Linked DNA regions of Arachis hypogaea: region 2 is linked to region 1. A link is a contact called in public Hi-C data. All regions are on one chromosome and are shown on one strand. Each heading gives the region's core, a stretch centred on a gene start, on an enhancer-like site or on the middle of the called end of the contact. The rest is flanking DNA. Distances are from core to core; before and after follow the strand shown. Region 1 has its middle 12 kb from the start of LOC112720018. Region 2 has its middle 6.8 kb from the start of LOC112723758.

Region 1 (4,952 bases), core at 2,088-4,587:
TAGTTCCATGTGGTGTAGGAGACAAAAGAAAAAAAAAGGTCCAACTTGTTTTTATTTAATATTTATTAATTATTATTATTAAAATTAATAAATATTAAATAAGATAAATTTTGATTATTTTGATTATTTTTTGTTATAAAATATTTTTGTCTAATTATATGTTTGATACATTATTAATGTAAAATTATTTTACGTGTACATCCAATCATATAATGTTATATTAACAAAAATAACTATTTTTACATTGACTACATGAATAGTTATTTAAAAGAACAGATGTAATAATTGTACGACTGTATAAAATACTTTACACTGTCGTCGTATCAAAATTAAACTCATAATTATATTTACAAAAATTTGTTACGAATTCAGAAAATCTGTTAACAAATTATTTGCCATATATACATTATTTTACATATTTTTTAGTAAAATTATTAATTACTAGAATAATCAAAAGTTTGATATGAATATATAAGACAATTCAAGAGACCAATTTAATTTCTCATATTTTTATTCTAAGAAAAAATCTAAACACAAAACAAAACAAATTTTCTGTTTCTTTCCAATCCGAATTCTAAGTTCTAACTACTAAACATATCTACATGCCTAAATAAAACCTCACCTTTTTATTAGGGTTACACACACGTAACACCACCGTGAACGAATTTGTTTCTTCTATAAAAGATAAATTTTATCTTTTTTTTTTTAATTCTATTTTTTTATAGTGCAATAACTTTGTGGACTATGTGCATGGTACTATATTCTCTGCCAATTAATCAAGGGAATAGTTTTCTGACGATGGAGGAATTACAATTAAAATTTTTTGGAATTAAATATTGCGTCTTCTAGCTATTAGATAATAGTTGATCGTAAAAAATATATATATATTTTATTAGATATAAATTATATGTTTTCTCTGCTATCTATCATTCACTGTTTTGACTATTCTATAAATGAAAGTTTTGTCTTTAAAAAATGACAATTATTATATTGCTTGATTTTACTTCACTCAAATTAGTGATCTCTTCAAATGTTTAGAGTCAAAATTAGATCCAGATGCAACAAAATTAAGTAGTATAATATGTTTATGACAAAATTAAATAGTTATTTTATAAATGGTAAAGAGACAAAATATTCAGTTCAGTTATGGTAGATGCATGAATCAAATTAAAACTTGAATTTTTTTTCAGTATTAATTATTAACATGACGAACGAACAACTTTGCGTGAAAATGAAAATGTAACATAATAAAAATCGATTTACTAATTACCCTTATTATGTTAATATTAATCACTACTGTTGGCATTTTGGTTCTTATTTATAGTGATAATTATATATCTCACGATTAAGGATATTTGAGATTTTTTACTTATATGAATTTTTTTAATGCTTCAATGTTGGGGTTAGTTACTAATTCGAATTTGATCCAAATTTATATCTTTTGGGAATTAGTTGGAATGTGTTCTTATCTATTAATAGATTTTTGGTTTACACGTCCTATTGCAGCAAATGAAATAGATAGAATAAAAAAATATTTTAATAATAAAAAATTAATTTTAAAAATATGGAATAGTTTTTTTTATTTAATCTTATTATTTTCTAAATTTATATTATTCTGTTTCATATCTATTTATATATATATATATATATATATATATATGATATATGAAACAGAATAATGTGAAATCTAATATGATTTATATTTATATATTAATATTAAATTCTTATAAATAAATAAAAGAATATTTTAATAATAAAAAATTGATTTTAAAAATATAGAATAGTTTTTTTTATTTAATCTTATTATTTTCTAAATTTATATTATTCTGTTTCATATCTATTTATATATATGATATATGAAACAGAATAATGTGAAATCTAATATATATTAATATTTATTTTTATTTATATTTATATTTATATTTATATTTATATTTATATTTATATATTATCTAATTTTTAATAATAAAAATTAGTCATTAAAATCAGTTATTATAAATCTATATAGATTTATAATAACTGATTTATAGATTTATAATAACTGATTTTAATGACTAATTTTTATTATTATGTAGCATTTTTGAATAAAAATTTAAAGCAAGAAAGGGAGGTTGCAGATACATTGATGAATCCACTATAATATAGCGATTACATTCATATTCACATTCTAATTTCAATTCACGTTCTGATTTCTATTTTTGTCATAAATGTAACAATAAGCTGACATCACAGCCTTACAATTATAGATTCAAAGAAGGACTACCACATGGATCTCAACCTCCATTCTCATTCCAATAATTGGTGGTAGAAAATCATAACATCTACCAAATAATTTTGGTACAGTACCATGTATAATTTCAGGATATTAGTATTCTTAATTTCTTATAGTAATACACGGTTTAAAAATTGTCACATATTCTATTAATTAAAATCAATTTTAAAAATTTGAAAATAAAAATTTATATTATTGATTAGATAAAAAAAATTAATATCTTTACATAAGAAACACAGTAACAAATTCCAATAATTTACTCGATGCCAACTTTTTATGTAACTATAGAAGTGATCAAGATAAGGAGTCTTCCCAAGTGGAATATTCCCTTTATCATATTAACATAAATTTTCACTATTGCTCTCTCTAAACTTTTGCTATTCATAATATCAGCTTAATTTTGATCTATTAATAGTGTAAAATATTTTACACAGTTGTATATAATTATATCTATTTTTTTAGATGATCATTTATACAATTAATAAAAATAATTATTATTTTTTTGATATAATATTATATGATTGAATATATATGAAGTTACTATACACTGACACTGTATTAAAATTAATTTTTTATAATATATTCCCAAAAATAAATAAAAAAAAATCTTGATGACAGTTAACATATAAAACTAATGTGAGACATAATTATTCATGTGTAAACTTATAAAATTTATAACATGTTTGTTTTTTAAATTAACTTATAAAAATAATTTGCAAAAATAGAAAAATAAATTATTATTGTAGTAGTGTAAACTTATAAAATTAATAACATGTTTGTTTTTGAAATTACCTTATTATTAAGAATAAAATAGAAAAATAAATTATTGCTTCTTAAAAATTTTAAAAGATTTAAATAAAACACGTTACACAATATGGAGAGATCTAGAGTAATTTACAAGGTATAACTAAACCACTATAAGAGAAATTATTATCCTATATGAGTGCCAAAAAATAATTATTTTTCAGTGTTTTCTAATTTCGTTCTATGTGTGACATAGTTTCAAGATTTGTGTGGTTTGGCTTCAACAATTTGCAATTACAAAGTCATAAGGTTACCAATCAAAAAGTGCTGGTTGTGAGTGAGTTACCAACCCCACTGCTTTAAGGTACTCTCCACCAGACAGGGACAATGGTTTAGACTTTTCACACCTAATAAGGGCATTATTATTCAATGTCCCATCACTTTTATAAATGCCGTGACCACTCTTCATCATTTGTATTATTCACAAGTAGAGCTACTCATAAAAATAGGGTTTAATTATTATATTATATTTTATAATTTTATTAAATTTATAATTAATTTTTTATAATTTTTTAATTAAATCTTTATACTGTTTTTAATTTTATAATTAAATATTTCTTAATGTAAAAAATATTAAAATTAATTAAATATTTTTTCACAAAATAAAAGTATTTACAATTAAAAATATAATTAAATTTTTTTTACTACATATTTTTTAAAAAAATAATCTATTAATTTTAATATTTTTAATATAAAAATGAACTAATTATAAAATTAAAAATAATATAAAAATTTAATTAAAAAATATAAAAATCTAATTACAAATTTAATAAAATTATAGAAACTAATAAATTAATTAAACCTAAAAATAATGAAAATGGTATGATCTTGCATATTGTTATGATCTACACCGCTCTTTTTTATTTTCTCTCTTGCAATTTCAAAATGGTGAATGCTATAGTGCCTAAATGTGGTGCCTATTTACTAAAAAAAGTTAAAAATTAATATTTAATTTAAAAATTATAAAAATAAATAATTTTTAAAAATTCAAAACTTACTACAAAAAAAAAGTTAGGCAAAATTTAGGCGTCAAGTCATAGGCACCATAGAATTGGGGCTCATTTTTTTGGATATGAGAAGTATGTGTGTGTTGTGTATTATTGTAGAAAATGTGCTAGACATAGATATTGGAATAGCTTTTTCTGAAATAGGGATGAAGAAATCGAACCATCCGATTTATTTGTAAAAAAAATTAAGCTTACTAATCGGACAGTCCAATTAGTGTGGAAGAGGAATTTTAAATTTTGGTGAAGGTAATCGGACCCTTCTATTTGTGTACTCAAAAATCAGACGGTCCGATTTTTGTTCCTGACACCACACTTGCGTAAAGCACCTATATATACACTCCGTATCTGCGTCCTACACCATTCTCCCTTCCACATCTAAATTAAAAAGTGTAGAATTGGCCTCTCAAAATATCGACCTATATATACAAGATAGTTAAAATAAGGTTTTTATTCATTATAGTTTTCAGATTTTTTATTTTAATAAATAAAATAAATATATTAATTACTAAATTAAATAATTTCAAAAGTTATTACCGAAATTCGTCATCTTGTTAAACCTCATTTACACTGTAACGAGATGAATTTATACGTATCTTGTTTACAGTGTCAACGAGATATGACACGTAAACGTCACACGTGTATATCTCGTTGACACTGTAAACGAGATACGTGTAAACAATTTTTCAACAGCTATAAAAGGATGTCTAACTCTTGAGATTCTCCACATTTATTTCATATCTTCTTCTGTCCCGTTTTCTCACAAAAAGAAGGCAACAATGGCCAGTAATAGGGTATACATAGTTGTGTGTGTTTACCCCATTGTCGTATGAGAAATGGCGACAATGAGGTGATATTTGAGTGTGAGAATT
Region 2 (4,858 bases), core at 173-2,672, 53 kb after region 1:
AGTCCAGCTAGTGAGACAATGGACTACTTGTACAATGTGTATAATGGGCTATTGAGGTAAAAATGAACATCTCCACTAGAGATAATAAACATTTTCTCAAAAGTTTAAACTGATTTTGGAGTTCACCAAGGATCGAACTCTTGACTTTTCGGATCTAACGTTCTAATACCATGTCATGATACCACTCATCCCAAAAACTTCAACTGATGAAAGAGGTAACACTAATAGTTATATCTCTAATACTCCCTAAACCTCCATTGTACACATTGTATATAAATATTCTATTGGTTCCTCATTCTTTCTCATTTGGTAAACAAATGTTCTTAAAATGTGTAGTCCAATTCTTTGCCAAGAATACATGTATAATTACTTAATTAATTTATAACTATGATTATGTGTTGCTTTCTTCTTTTCAAATGGCTAGATATGTTATTGTGTATGTTATTTTAAAGGTTTTCACTTTTTTTTGTTACGTTGCTGGGCTTTAAATTAAAACAAGAATTCAGACGAACACATCTTATACCTTTACATCTTTTTTATTTCTTTTTTTTTATTTACTTTTTTAATAAGGACTTTCACATTTGAAATATATTCAACATTTTATTTGCATGTTGAATTTAAAAGATTAGAAAGGTAACTAGGATGTAAAAATTGATTATCCATAATAATAGGGGCGAATTTTATATAGGATAAGATAAGGTGAGATGGATCGAATAGTGTAAAAATTCATGTATATCTACCCCATTATCATTCATATATGTTAGAGAACTATTAAAATGTTTTTTTTTTTTTTTTTGGATCCGACTCAACATAATGTGAGAAATATAATTATTTATTTACCTATTTTTATTAGTTTAATTTTATATCATAATATTTAAATTTTTATGATCAAAATGTTTAACATTTAATCTTTGTTGATTCCAAAAAAATTATAACAAAAACAAATAAAAGAATAAAAAAGCCTATATTTTAAAGAGAAGTGATTTAATTTTTAAAATCTGTATTTTTAATAAAATTGATATAGAATTAATAGATAATTGAATCCTAAAACATACCAGCCACAATCAAAACATAAGTCAAATTCAAATTCAGCTGAACCTATTTCATCTTGACCTATTGACACCCTTATGAATATGCCACTTTTTTATAACAATATGGACCAAAAATTATATATTAGTGGATTTCATCATGATTAATATCTATCTAATATATAATTCTATTCCTGGTCCTAGATCACGCTTTCGAAACAAAAGGATGAAAGTAATTGACAAATTAAATTAAAGTATTTTAAAAATATTAATAATATATATATGCATGCGCATCATATTTCAAATAATTTATTATGTATTATTCCTACGAGTACGACAAAGTACAACAAAGAATCTATGATCATTGATCTATCCCCTCCACTCTGAGAAGACACCCATCGCAAGTTTATTTATCAAACAGAAAATGAAATCTGTGCATAGAATCAATCTGGACCGTCCATATTGTGTTTCACTTTCATCACATCTTTTCTAGGCGTTGATTTGATGCTGCTGTCTCCTTCGTGGACCCAATTAGTGCAACTTGCCCTTGGCTTTATTATTATTTTCACTTCATTCTTTATTTTATTTTATTTATTTTCTTTAATTCGTTTCATTCTGCGCCGTTGGTTTCCCACCCCCTTCTCCTACCCAATTAATTTGTAGTTTTTTTTTTGGTTTAATTTTCATTTCTTCTGATGAAAATTAAAATGATAATAAATAAATAAATAAATAAATAAATAAATAATTAATTTGAGATAAATAAGAGATACAATATGTGGTAATGAAGATATTGTAATTTATTAAACAACATTTCAGCTCATCACCTTCATTAGTGATCACCATCATCAAATCAAATTATATAGTAATGTGTATATAATTGTAGTAATTGACTAAGTTAACATTGAAATATACTCCCACATGTCCAAATTGATCACTTGAATTATACTAAAATATTCATGTTCTCATTATTATGGATTACATGCACTTTTAGTTTTTTTTTTTTAATTTATTTTTGTGCGTTGGGTGAATGGTGATAGATTCATTATATTTTATTCCATTTCACATTTTACTATAGTTGGGCTCTAGATTTGTGTGAGGGCGGCTGAGCAATTTATTTATCCAGAGAAAAAGACAAATCCCTCCGACTTTTTTATTCGCAAATTTTTAAGTTTTTAAAAATTTAAAAATATATTTAAATTTTTTATTTTTTTAAAATTTGGACATATTAATTTCTGAATCTAATTTGTCTAATTTTAAAAATTTTTTTATGTGTGCATTCATATCAACTAGATCAATACAACGGGAGTTATTAATTTTTCTGTTGAGTCTGACAAACCTAAATAAACATAAAGAATCGATATGTCCATGTTTTGAAAAAGTCAAGAACTTAAATGTATTTTTAAATTTTTGAGAATTTAAATATCTGCGAATTAAAAGATCAAAAATCTATTTATCCTTTATTTATTTATTTATTAATTCTTAATGAAAATGTTTAAAATTTGAAATTTCATTTACACTCTAGAACTTATTTAATCTCTAAAAATAATTTCAAATGTATTAGATATACTGATATTTTAATAATTTTAACCGTTAATCTCAATTATAAAAAATATATATAATATATTAATTAAAATTAATAATTAAGATTATTAAAATATTAATATTTTAAATATATTTAAAAATGTTTTACACAGTGTCTCAAAAAAAAAAAAGTCAATTCCCGCTAAAATGAGTCAACGCGTTCTTGCATTAAAATTTTTCGGTAAAAGCCACTTGCACAATTTGGAAGCTTATGTTAGGAACTTAGGATAAATACTCAATTTAGCCAACTGTATTCAATTTTATAAAAGTAGAACTAATTAAACACACATTTAGCCACTAGTTGTCTAGTGATAGAGACTCAAATGCAAATGCAAATGAAAATGTGAATAAAGGTGCATTTCTTTTTTCACGTGAATTATAAAATCAAAATGTAGTTCTCACTAAAACAACGTTTTTTAATGAATTGCACAACTCTCATCTGTCCTCATAATTACTTCTTTACTTCTTTTCGTAGTTTTATAGTAATATGAAGTAATTAACTTTAATTTAGTAAATATTAAAAATAACAATGATAAAATCATAGTTATTTAATTATTATTATTAGAAATACAACTATTTATGTATTTTTTTCAATTAATTTATACTTTTAAAAAAAGTAATTTTATGATATGATATCAAAATTTTTATATTCAAAAAATCTATAATTTAATTATTGTTAACTCCAAAACAGAAAAAAATAAAACATAAAATAAATAAAAAAAGATTTATACAAAAATTTAAACAAATCTAAATGAGACTCTTACTTAAAAAAGTATTAAAAATATAACTATACTATTTATATGTCTTTTTTTATAAGCTTAAACTTTTGAAAAAAATAGTCACCAAAAATTTTTTTTGAAAAAAATGATCTCACGACAATTTTGTATTTAATATATTGAATATTATAATTTGTTAAAAATATTAATAATATTACAATTCTTAATTAAAATGAGTAAAACACTCAAATTAAAATAGTTGTATAATAGTATTCAATAAATATATTCAACATTTTATCATTGTGTATTTAAAAGACTAAAGAATTTATTATATAGACATATAATATTAAAACTTTATTAATTAACCCTTAATTTATATATGTGTCACCTTTACTGTGTGTATTTAATATTAAAAAATAGAAATAATATATATATATATATATATGTCTATCTAATTGATTTTAATTTATAAACACTAATAAACAATGTAATATTAGAAATCCGTAGGCTTACCATATTAGCACCATATTAGCAGGCTTGGTATATCAATGCAAGTTTGACGAATTTGTTTGTTTCCGAATTCACAGCATTTTTGTAAGGTTAATATGTTTCCAAGTAAAGGTGCAATTGTTGTAGTCTGAGAAAAGTTAACCTATTAATCTCCAATTATGAAGGAGAATACAAAATAATAAATAAATAAATAAATAAAATAATGGAAAAGGACATCAACAAATGTTGCGAAGCAACGCTGGATCTCTGAAGGGTCGGTGATGTATTCACCGTATTTTTTACAACTATATCGTCCTGGCCAATTAGATTTTAATTAAAATTAAATATTTTAAAAATAATACATATAGATAAAATATTTATAAATATTTAATTTATTTAAAATTATATATTTTTTAAAATGGTCAGAATTATTTGTTTCTTACTTAATTGTATTATTATATCAAAAAGTAAAATATGAAAGTGATTAGAGACAAATGACACGTGGCATGATTGTAACGGTCAGATCAGATCCTCTTACTCCTGTGAACAAAAGCCGCGTCAAAAAATCCTACCTTTTTAGTTTTTTATTTCCTTTTATTTTTTTATTTAAAAAAAAATACTTTTTACATTTTTTATATCAATTATTCTATATGTACATAAAAATATTACAATACAAAAGTAAAAAGAATTGTATTGTATATTGGTATTTGATTTACAAGAGTATATATACACTGGAGTACGAGAGTAATACATAATAAATTACATTAGATATAATAAAAAATAATCATTAAATAGTTATTTATATAAAATATATATTATTATATATATAATATACTTTAAAAATATATAAAATAATACATATAAATAGATGATAATTAATTTTTAATATACATAATATTTGTATTTATTAGATAAGTAGTCTCAATTAATAAAGAGTAAATAGTATAATAACTTATAATATTTTTAATAGTGATTTTGCATAAAGAATAGTAAAAAATTTTGTGGAAAAAGCCAAAATGCAGACAAAAAGCATCAAATAGTTCT

Evidence for each region. A called contact is a pair of places that touch in the nucleus more often than the background predicts.
Region 2: a contact with region 1 is called in a Hi-C map of leaf, with 1.7 times the contacts expected there. The contact joins two enhancer-like sites. A contact is called at or near these places in 3 of 8 Hi-C or Micro-C datasets (all in leaf).

The regions. Positions count from the first base shown.
Region 1 is chr11:5,478,689-5,483,640 of arahy.Tifrunner.gnm2.J5K5, forward strand. No RefSeq gene overlaps it. Among protein-coding and RNA genes, the nearest start is that of LOC112720018, 12 kb to the left of the region's middle. Within about 2 kb of position 3,338, at least 1 of the 3 cell types and tissues checked has open chromatin away from gene starts, as enhancers often do.
Region 2 is chr11:5,533,374-5,538,231 of arahy.Tifrunner.gnm2.J5K5, forward strand. No RefSeq gene overlaps it. Among protein-coding and RNA genes, the nearest start is that of LOC112723758, 6.8 kb to the left of the region's middle. Within about 2 kb of position 1,423, at least 1 of the 3 cell types and tissues checked has open chromatin away from gene starts, as enhancers often do.